2 separate regions of the Anser cygnoides genome follow, and region 1 is linked to region 2. Evidence: chromatin contacts called from public Hi-C data. All regions are on one chromosome and are shown on one strand. Each heading gives the region's core, a stretch centred on a gene start, on an enhancer-like site or on the middle of the called end of the contact. The rest is flanking DNA. Distances are from core to core; before and after follow the strand shown.

Evidence for each region. Hi-C and Micro-C count contacts between places; a contact is called where the count stands out from the background.
Region 1: a contact with region 2 is called in a Hi-C map of liver, with 3 times the contacts expected there. The contact joins the enhancer-like site here to the promoter of FNDC3B in region 2. A contact is called at or near these places in 2 of 7 Hi-C or Micro-C datasets (both in liver).

What each region holds. Positions count from the first base shown.
Region 1 is chr9:21,792,632-21,796,684 of Taihu_goose_T2T_genome, reverse strand. PLD1 (phospholipase D1) reads right to left here. Exons shown (of 27, transcript XM_048059580.2): 2 at 442-627; 3 at 210-337. The coding sequence starts at 595. Among named protein-coding and RNA genes, the nearest start is that of PLD1, 11 kb to the right of the region's middle. Within about 2 kb of position 2,379, at least 2 of the 3 cell types and tissues checked have open chromatin away from gene starts, as enhancers often do. A contact at or near this core is called in liver, where this site is marked.
Region 2 is chr9:21,710,907-21,714,893 of Taihu_goose_T2T_genome, reverse strand. FNDC3B (fibronectin type III domain containing 3B) reads left to right here and starts at 1,645. Exons shown (of 26, transcript XM_048059579.2): 1 at 1,645-1,812.

The DNA.
Region 1 (4,053 bases), core at 1,130-3,629, 81 kb before region 2:
CAATTAAGTCCTCCTCCTGCAGCTGCCTGTCTGAAGAGCCCTCGTTATGTTTTAGTTAAGGATCACTGTGTCTCACCACTTGTTAGGTTTTAAATCAGACAGGAAACCTTCCCTCCTGAGCGAGCGCACACAGAAGTTAAGCTACAAACAGCATGTCTGTACAGCCCCGTGGAAATGCCTCCAGAAAAGTCTTTCGCTTAAGTTCTGACCTTCTTCGTGGAAGTGAAGCGCTCCACCTCCAACACGCGCACCCGCACAGGGCATCCTGTGAGGTACGTCTGCGTGCCCGGCTCCTTGAATCCGCAGGTGTGGTAGATGGCGGAGAAGGGGATGCAGGCTGGAAGGAGCACAGAGCGTTACCACAGCGCCCCGACGCACGGCAGCCCACGGCCAGCGCCGCGGAGACGCTCCGTTACCAAACCCACGCGGACGGGAACTCACCGGCACCTTTTGGGTCATTCAGCACCTCCGAGTCGACCTCCTCCCCCTCGAAGTGGAGCTCCCGGGTGTCCAGGCTCTCGATGATGTTGCTCATGTCTGCGGCGATCCTCTTCAGCGCTGAAGTAGCTGCATGGCTTTCGGGCCTCAGGGACATCTCAGAGCGCCACGAGCCGGAGCCACGGGGGGCTGGGGAGGAGGAAGGCGCAGGGCTGTCAGTGCCACCCCGATCATGGCACTGCGTCCACCCGAACCCTCCTCGTCTTACCCACCCATTGCACACCCCAAGACCCACAGCCAAAAAGCAAAGGCATCTTCAGGCTACCAAAGAATATTTCCTCCAGTGCCAGTGACCACTGCCTACAGACTTGGACACTTCTATTTTAAATGAAAAAACCCACGATATTTCCCGTTCCCACTACAGAAACCTGCAGGGGGTGGTTGGGGGTTACAAGTACTTTCCCACGCTGACTTCAGACTGAAAGCGAGGAATTCTCAGCACCAACTCGCCTGCTGGCTTCAGCCATCTCTAAGAACAGAGGCGCACGGGGAGAAGCACAAACCACGGTCACGTCTGGCCACATCCCAGACCCAATTCCCGCAACGCTGCACGGAGGGGAAGCTCACAGAAAATCAGCAGGCATTTTTGTCAAGTGTTGTCCTCCTGCGATTGAGCTAGCGATACAAACTCCTCACGTTAGTCAGATTCCTCTATCCCTAGGCACCTTGCGTGCTCTCCCCTGGCATCTTTGTGTCTCGCGCTCTCTGACAGCTTCATCATCTCAGGAGGCTCAACAGCCTGCATGAAGCACGTCCACTAACACTGGCGCCAGCTTTCAGCGCTTTTGAGTATTTGCAAAGCAGCTTCCTCCTCCTCCTCCTCCTCCTCCTGCAGACTCTGCAGCCGGCCGTGGAGCTGCGGACCCGACTGCTGGTCCCTGCACGTGGCCAAACTCCAGCTCCTGGGCACCCAAGTGACAAAAAGTCCCCTTGGACTTTGCTCCGCTCAGCAATAAATGTCACAGCCTGACAGCGGTGCTGAAAATATACGGATGGGACAGAGGGGCAACGCTTTACAGAAGCCGGTACGAGGGCACTCATTTATACACAGGAAAGTTCTTGTTGTGTGAAAGAACTATTAAAAAAAAATTGCAATGCTTCTGATGTTAAACTCTGCAAAGAGCACCATGCAATTATTATTGAATGAGTTCCGTAGAAAGGGCTGGTATGCTGTAATTTGGAAATAATATAACAGCTCAGTAACTCACATATTTAGCTGCTTTTGAGAGAACATCCTTCGTTTTCTCTTGAAACAAGTACGTAATTTCATTACTACACAAGGCTGATACCACATAAGCCCAAAACCACGCTAAAATCAGCTAAAATCGGCAAGGCAACGCCAGCCTGCCCACAGGCTCGAACCCAGCCAGGCCGTGCTGCAGGGACTCACGAGGTGCAGGCGCTCGTCCCGCAGGCTGCGGGGCCGTGCCTAGCCGCGGGGCGAGGGGACATCGGGCAGCGTCTTGCTTTGCACCTCTTCCACCTGCATTTACCTTTGGAAATGGATCGTATTTGATGTTATTATCACGAAAAGAATTTGCTTGAAGGCAACTTAATGCATGCTCCCGAGGAGGAGACCACCCCAAGCACTTCGTGGGTGCTGTGCCCACGTGGCCGGGCGCGCGCCCTCCCTCCCCGCCGTGCCAGGCACAGCCGGGCTCCTCTCGCCACATTAATTGACCCACCGAGTTAATGGGTAAACAATTAACCAGCGCGTGAAGTGGCTATTTGCTAAAGACCACAGCAGGGCCGCATAACTTAAGGATTTTTATTATTCCCTTTCTTTTTTTTTTTTTTTAATTAAGCTGTTTTCACAGCTGGTCAGATAAGCCCTGGGTTAGAGCAGAGTCCAAGCGCAGTTGGAGCTGAGTCAGCCCCAGCAGCAAGGCTCTCCCGTGGCGATCACAGCCAGGTTACGGGCTCGAGAGGAAAAATGCCGCTTGCCTACAGCCCAGCCAAAAATCCAGGAGCAGGGGCAGCGGCACAGGGCACCCCCGGGCGGGGAGGGCAGCACGGGAACGGTGCCAAGCACCGGGTCCTGCAGGGCTGCCCTCTGGGCTGCAGCAACCAGCGCCGTCTGTCCCGCGCTGCTGATGCCCTGGAGAAGCCACATCTATAAAATGTGCCGATGTTGCCAGCTTTTAGGTTGCAATCGTACGAAGGGCGCAGAGGGAGAACCCAAAGAATAGCGGCAAATTGCAGAAGGGTGGAGAAATAGGATGAGACGCCCTGGAAACAAGGGCTACACGCTTGTGTTTGGCTGCTGCCATCTGGGATAGGAAACGGGCAGCACTTTGTTAGGGAAAAAAAAGGGGTAAACGAAGGGAGCCCGGGGGTGTCAGGGGGTCTGGAACCATCAGAGTGACGCAGCAGACGAGGGGCAGGCCAAGAGGCACTGCCTGGCAGCCAGCAGGGAGGTACGGTGCCGGATTAGAGCACTTGACCTGTGCGACATCGGTGTCGGGATCGGGACTTTACCCAAGAAGGAAAAGACCTTGGAAAAAACACGCCAGCAGGCTGCAGACGTGCAGCAGGCTGCTGTCAGCAGGACAGATGGGGCAGAGACTGGTACGGAGCAGCACCGACCGGGGACCTCGCAGCATCCCCGCAGCCAGAAGGCTGCGGCACAGAGCTGGGGGAGCGAAGGGGAAAACCCAGAGCAAACAGTCAGGGGTGAAGGAAAGCTCTGGGGAGAATGAGCCAGCAAGGGAACAACAGGGAGATGGCCCCAAACTTCCCTTCAACCAGTGAAATGCAGGCACTGGAGACGGTGACCGCACCAGGAATCAAGGCTTCAGCTAGAGGAAAACTGACTGTAAAATAAAAATCAGCTACGGTAACCCCCGATGCTTTGTCAATACGTTGCAAACCCCAAGCTACGCGCTGTCAGTCCTGCTATTCTGCAGGCCTGAGCTCTCGTTTTGTTATTCGCCATTTCACTTTTTAACTGGTTTATTACTTAGGGGTTCATAGATAATCTCAGCCTTCCCTAAAGACACAGTGTCATTCTGCTTGGTGCACAGGAGAGCAAAAGCCAGGCCTTAAATGCGTGGAAACTGGGAGACAAAGTATATTTTAGTATATTTTTGCATATTTAGCATATATTAGTAAATATTCACAAATTGTTCTATGCTTTGAAGGCACTCCAGTCCTGATGTGAAGATGTGTGCACCTGGTAATAGCACAGACGACCAAAAATTCGGTCAGCCCGAGCGTATTCTCTTAAAACTGTGGCAGATCTGCCACAAGCTCAACCACTGCCCCGTAAGGAGCACCACGCAGACCTAGGAAACCCAGCGAGGCCTCGCTTGGGAAGGAGAAAGCCCGTGCAGCAAAACCAGGCGTCCCCTGCTGATGCCCCCCAGGCCTCGATGCTCTCCATCACCTCCCGTCCCCGTGGCGAGAAGCGCTCTGGTCCCGCCGGCTGCCCTCCTCCCGGTTCTCACGCCACCCTCCCGGCACGGCGACCTCTTGGCAAGGGCTAAGAGCGACCTCCGCTCCCACACTCGGCTCTGTCCCACCGGCAGCAGGACCCACGCGAGCCTCCCTGTGCAC
Region 2 (3,987 bases), core at 396-2,895:
CTCCAATGGTGAAACCAAAGTGAAGTAAGTGTGAACTATAAACGCTTTACAGAACTGCAGGGAAATGTAAACCGCCCTGATCTTAGTGATGGCAGAGGACATCACTCCGCTTCTGCTGGGGAAGTGACAACTCACCAAATGTCCCTACACCCCGAGCCTGTTTTGATTCTCCAAATACGAATGTGCTTGGACCTAGCCCTCCTCTGGTCCGTCTGACAGAAAAGCTAAAAATCAGCCTGGAGGTTTCATTTCCTTCCTCTCCTGTATTTATTTTTGTTTTCCTATCTTTATGTTTGATTTTGTTTACTCTTTGATTTAATCTTTTTGTAAGTTTCTAACTCAGGCCAGGGATTTTTTCCTTTCTAAACCAACACATTCCCTCTTGCCTGCACCACCTCCCTCTTTCCCTTTCTCTATCTTTTCCTTCACAAAACAGCCTGCAGGACCAAGTAAAGGCTTTACCACCCTAGTGAATAATTAATCTCATCTGACCCTGTAACTCAATCCAGGATCATCAAAAAGTCTGCATGTTTTGGGTCACTAATAAAACAAAACATTTTTCTGCTTTTAGATTTTACTCATTACAAAAGTTTTTGCAATTAACAATGAACAATACTTAGTGCTGGCTGGCCATTTTACACTGAAAAATCTTTCCCATGTGAAAATGCTAATTTTCTGTTTTCATAGGAACTATCTATTTCAGATTATTTTTCTCCTGTATTTTGGTCACTTAATATAAAAATAGCCGGCCCAGTTGGGTATGACGGTTTGGTTTTACTGAACTTTTATGCCAAAGTGATGTTTTCCAGTGGGAGTTTTGACAAGTAGAGGTCCCATCAGTAAGTCCCATGGGACGAGTGGTCTTTTATTGGCATTTTAATGTAAGCTGATGAAAATATACCTGGGCTGCCTGAGACTCCACGGGGTTTTCCAGTTTCTGAAAGGAATCCTTGCTCTTGTGGATGAAGTACGTCAACCACTGGGAGAAGCTCTGGGGAAAGAGGAGATTGAAGAGAATTGTGACGGAGGGAAAGCAGAGTGAAGTGGGGGGATTTTGAGGCAGAAAGAGCTAACCAAGGCAGTGGGGCTCTGTCAAACAGCCCTGCCCAACAGGGCTGCCATTAGCAGGGGGTGAGGCAGGGCCTGCTCGAGTTTCTGTGCCCAGATCCGAGCCCCAACCCCGACCCCCCCATTGCAGCGATGCGGTGCTGAGCGGCGAATTACCCCTGTGGCTCCCCCCCAGGCAAGCGGAGCGATTTTCCTCCTTTTTGGCTGCAGCACGTCAGGGTATTTCTTCATCTCTGAGAAACGCTGCCTAAAACCTCTCCTCCTCCCTCTCAGCCGAGGGGGCAGACGGAGCCGACCGGGGGCTCTTCCACCTCCCGCCTTCCCCCTCACGGCGGCTGGCAGCGACGGTGGCGGGGGGGGGGGCTGACCGACGGGACGGCGACACGGGGGCGTCACCGGGCTCGGCGCCCCCCGTGGGTGCGGGAGGGCCGGGCCGGGCTCCCGGGGCCGAGGCTGAGGGGCCGGGGCGAGGCAGCGGGGCCGCCCCGGGGAGGAGCGGGGCGGAGCGGGAGGCCCGGGCGCCGCCGCCCGCCCTCGTCAGGCGGCTTTTCGGCGGGAGCCTCTACTCCAGAGTGCTCGGTAGCGTGGGCCGGCCGCGGGCCCCATGTGGTGCCGACATCACTGACATGGCGGCATCCCCGCCGAGCCCTCCTGCCACTCGCTCCAGCTAGCCGGGAGTCACCGCCGGCCCGGCCCGGCCCGGCTCGGCTCGGCTCGGCTCGCCCCGCACCAGCACACCGCCAGGTAAGGACGGCGCTGCCCGGCAGCCCGGCGGGGCTCGGAGCCCCCTGTTGGGCTCGGTTGGGCTCGGCTCGGCTCGGGGCAGCCGGGCTGGGCTCGGAGCCGCGTCCCCCGCCCCGGGGCGCCGCAGCCGCCCCGGCCCTTTTGTTCCCCGGCGGGGCGGCGGCCGCGCCCGGCGGGGCTGGGCGGAAAGTTTGGCTCGTTCCTCCCCGTGGGGCTCCCCCCGGCTCCCCCTGCCCTCCCTGCCGGCTCCCCGGGCAGGTGGCGGAGCCCTGGACCCGTGGGCACGGTGGGGAAAAAGGCTGGGGAGAGGAACCAGCAACTTCTCCCCGTCCCGGCCTTCCCCTCCCTCCCCAGGCTCCCTTCGGGGAGGAAAATCCTGGCAGCTCGGTGCTTGGCTTGCCAGACACCTTTGTAAAATGGCATGCTACCAGCAGACGGAACGGAAAAAAAAAAAAAAAAAAAAAAAGAGAGTCTTTTAAAAGCTTAACCTCTCGTGGGCTAAGAGCACATCTGCATCCCTCCCGTCTGCCTCCCCCCCCCCCCCGTCCCGGTTCGCAGAAATGTGCTGTTTAAATAGGGTTTTGGCGAAGGGAGTGCGGCTTGGAATTCACTGTAACGAGCCATTTATCCCAGCTATGTTTGTAGAATGAAAGGCGGGAGGCGAGCCTCGCTCCATATTAGTGATTTTGGGGTTTCGTTTGCGTTTCTGTGCCCGAGTACCCAAAAGTGCTGGCCCAGCTCCTGGGGGCGAGAGTTGCTCCTTCGCAGATGGGGAAGCGAAGCTATGGAAAGATCAAAGTTTCTTCTTCAGCGGTTTTTGGGCTTTTTGTGCGTGTGGTTTTGGTCGTTGTCGTCTTGCCTTCACCCGATGCCAGGTTTATGAGCACGGCACCCACGTATGCCGGTGCCCGCAGCCACATCGGCTCTGTCCCCGGCCGCGCGCCCCGCAGAGCCCAGGGCTCACCGGGGGTAACGCGTCCGCTTCTGAGAGGCGTTAAACCAGTCTAACTTGAGCTTAACAATGTGCTACGTAATGGCATTTCAAACTTGCACACATTTTCACGGCTAGAACACGATTTCTCAACCTTTTTTTGTTCCCTGCTGGCCTGGCAGAGCAGGCTGGGGCTCAGCCCCGCTGATGGGGGCGAGCCGCTGCCGCCCCGCACGCGGGGCGTGCTGGTGGGGAGCCCTCGTCCCTGGCTAAATGCATCGTCCCTGGGTAAATGCATCGTCCCTGGATAAAAGCATCGTCCCCCAGTAAATGCATCACCCCTGGGAGCCTCGGCAGGCGGAGACGGGCTGCCCCCCTGTGAGGGGAAGCACCCTGCTCGCCTCAGCCCGTCCGTCCGTGCTCTCAGCCCTCCGCCACCTGCGCGCCTCTCCCGGCAGTACGGGCGTGCAACCGGTGCTACCAATAAGAAAATGATTCTTGGCCGTGCTCCCGGGGTCATTTAGGGTCTCGCACAGAAGCAGTCTGTTAGTGTTTTTCTCCTAATCTTCAGCGCTCTGTGGTTCCCTCTCATTAGTTTTAAAGCGTTTGTGATTGTGGTTATATCGGGACCCTGCTGTGACAGCAATGCCAACATCCCCAGAAGTACCATATATTGCTCTTCCCCGCCTGGTATCTGCCAGCTAGTTTACGCTCATAATGTAGCGCAGGGATGAGTCTATGTGGAAGTTAATACATTTTACATTTTTTTTGAGCCGTTAGGACTCATCTGGTTTGGGTTTGAGGTCACTGCTGGGACAGCAGTGAGGGTTTTTTTTTTCATACCGTTAGCCTATAGTTGGCTGAAGTCAAAGAAATGAAGAAAGCGTCCAAAATAAGCTGATATTCCGCTATAGCTGAGAAGCTTGGAGCTGTGACTTCGTACTGCAAACATTATATCTATAAGCAGAGGTTGTAACTTCAAGTGTGAATTGCGTTTGTTCTCGCACTTTCCTTCTACATACATTTGGTGAACTTGAAGATTCTCACCTAGTGCCTCTTCCTAGGAGAGACACATTTTTTTCCTTTTTACTTGGTCAATTCCATTGAGCCCTCTAATGAGAGAGAAGTGGTTAGGGTTAGTTAAACTTTTATGATTGACAAATCTGTGCAAGAAAATATATACAGATCATACAGCGGAGTTGAGTGTGGTTGTATTCATGAACTTCCCAATTAGCGTAATGGGC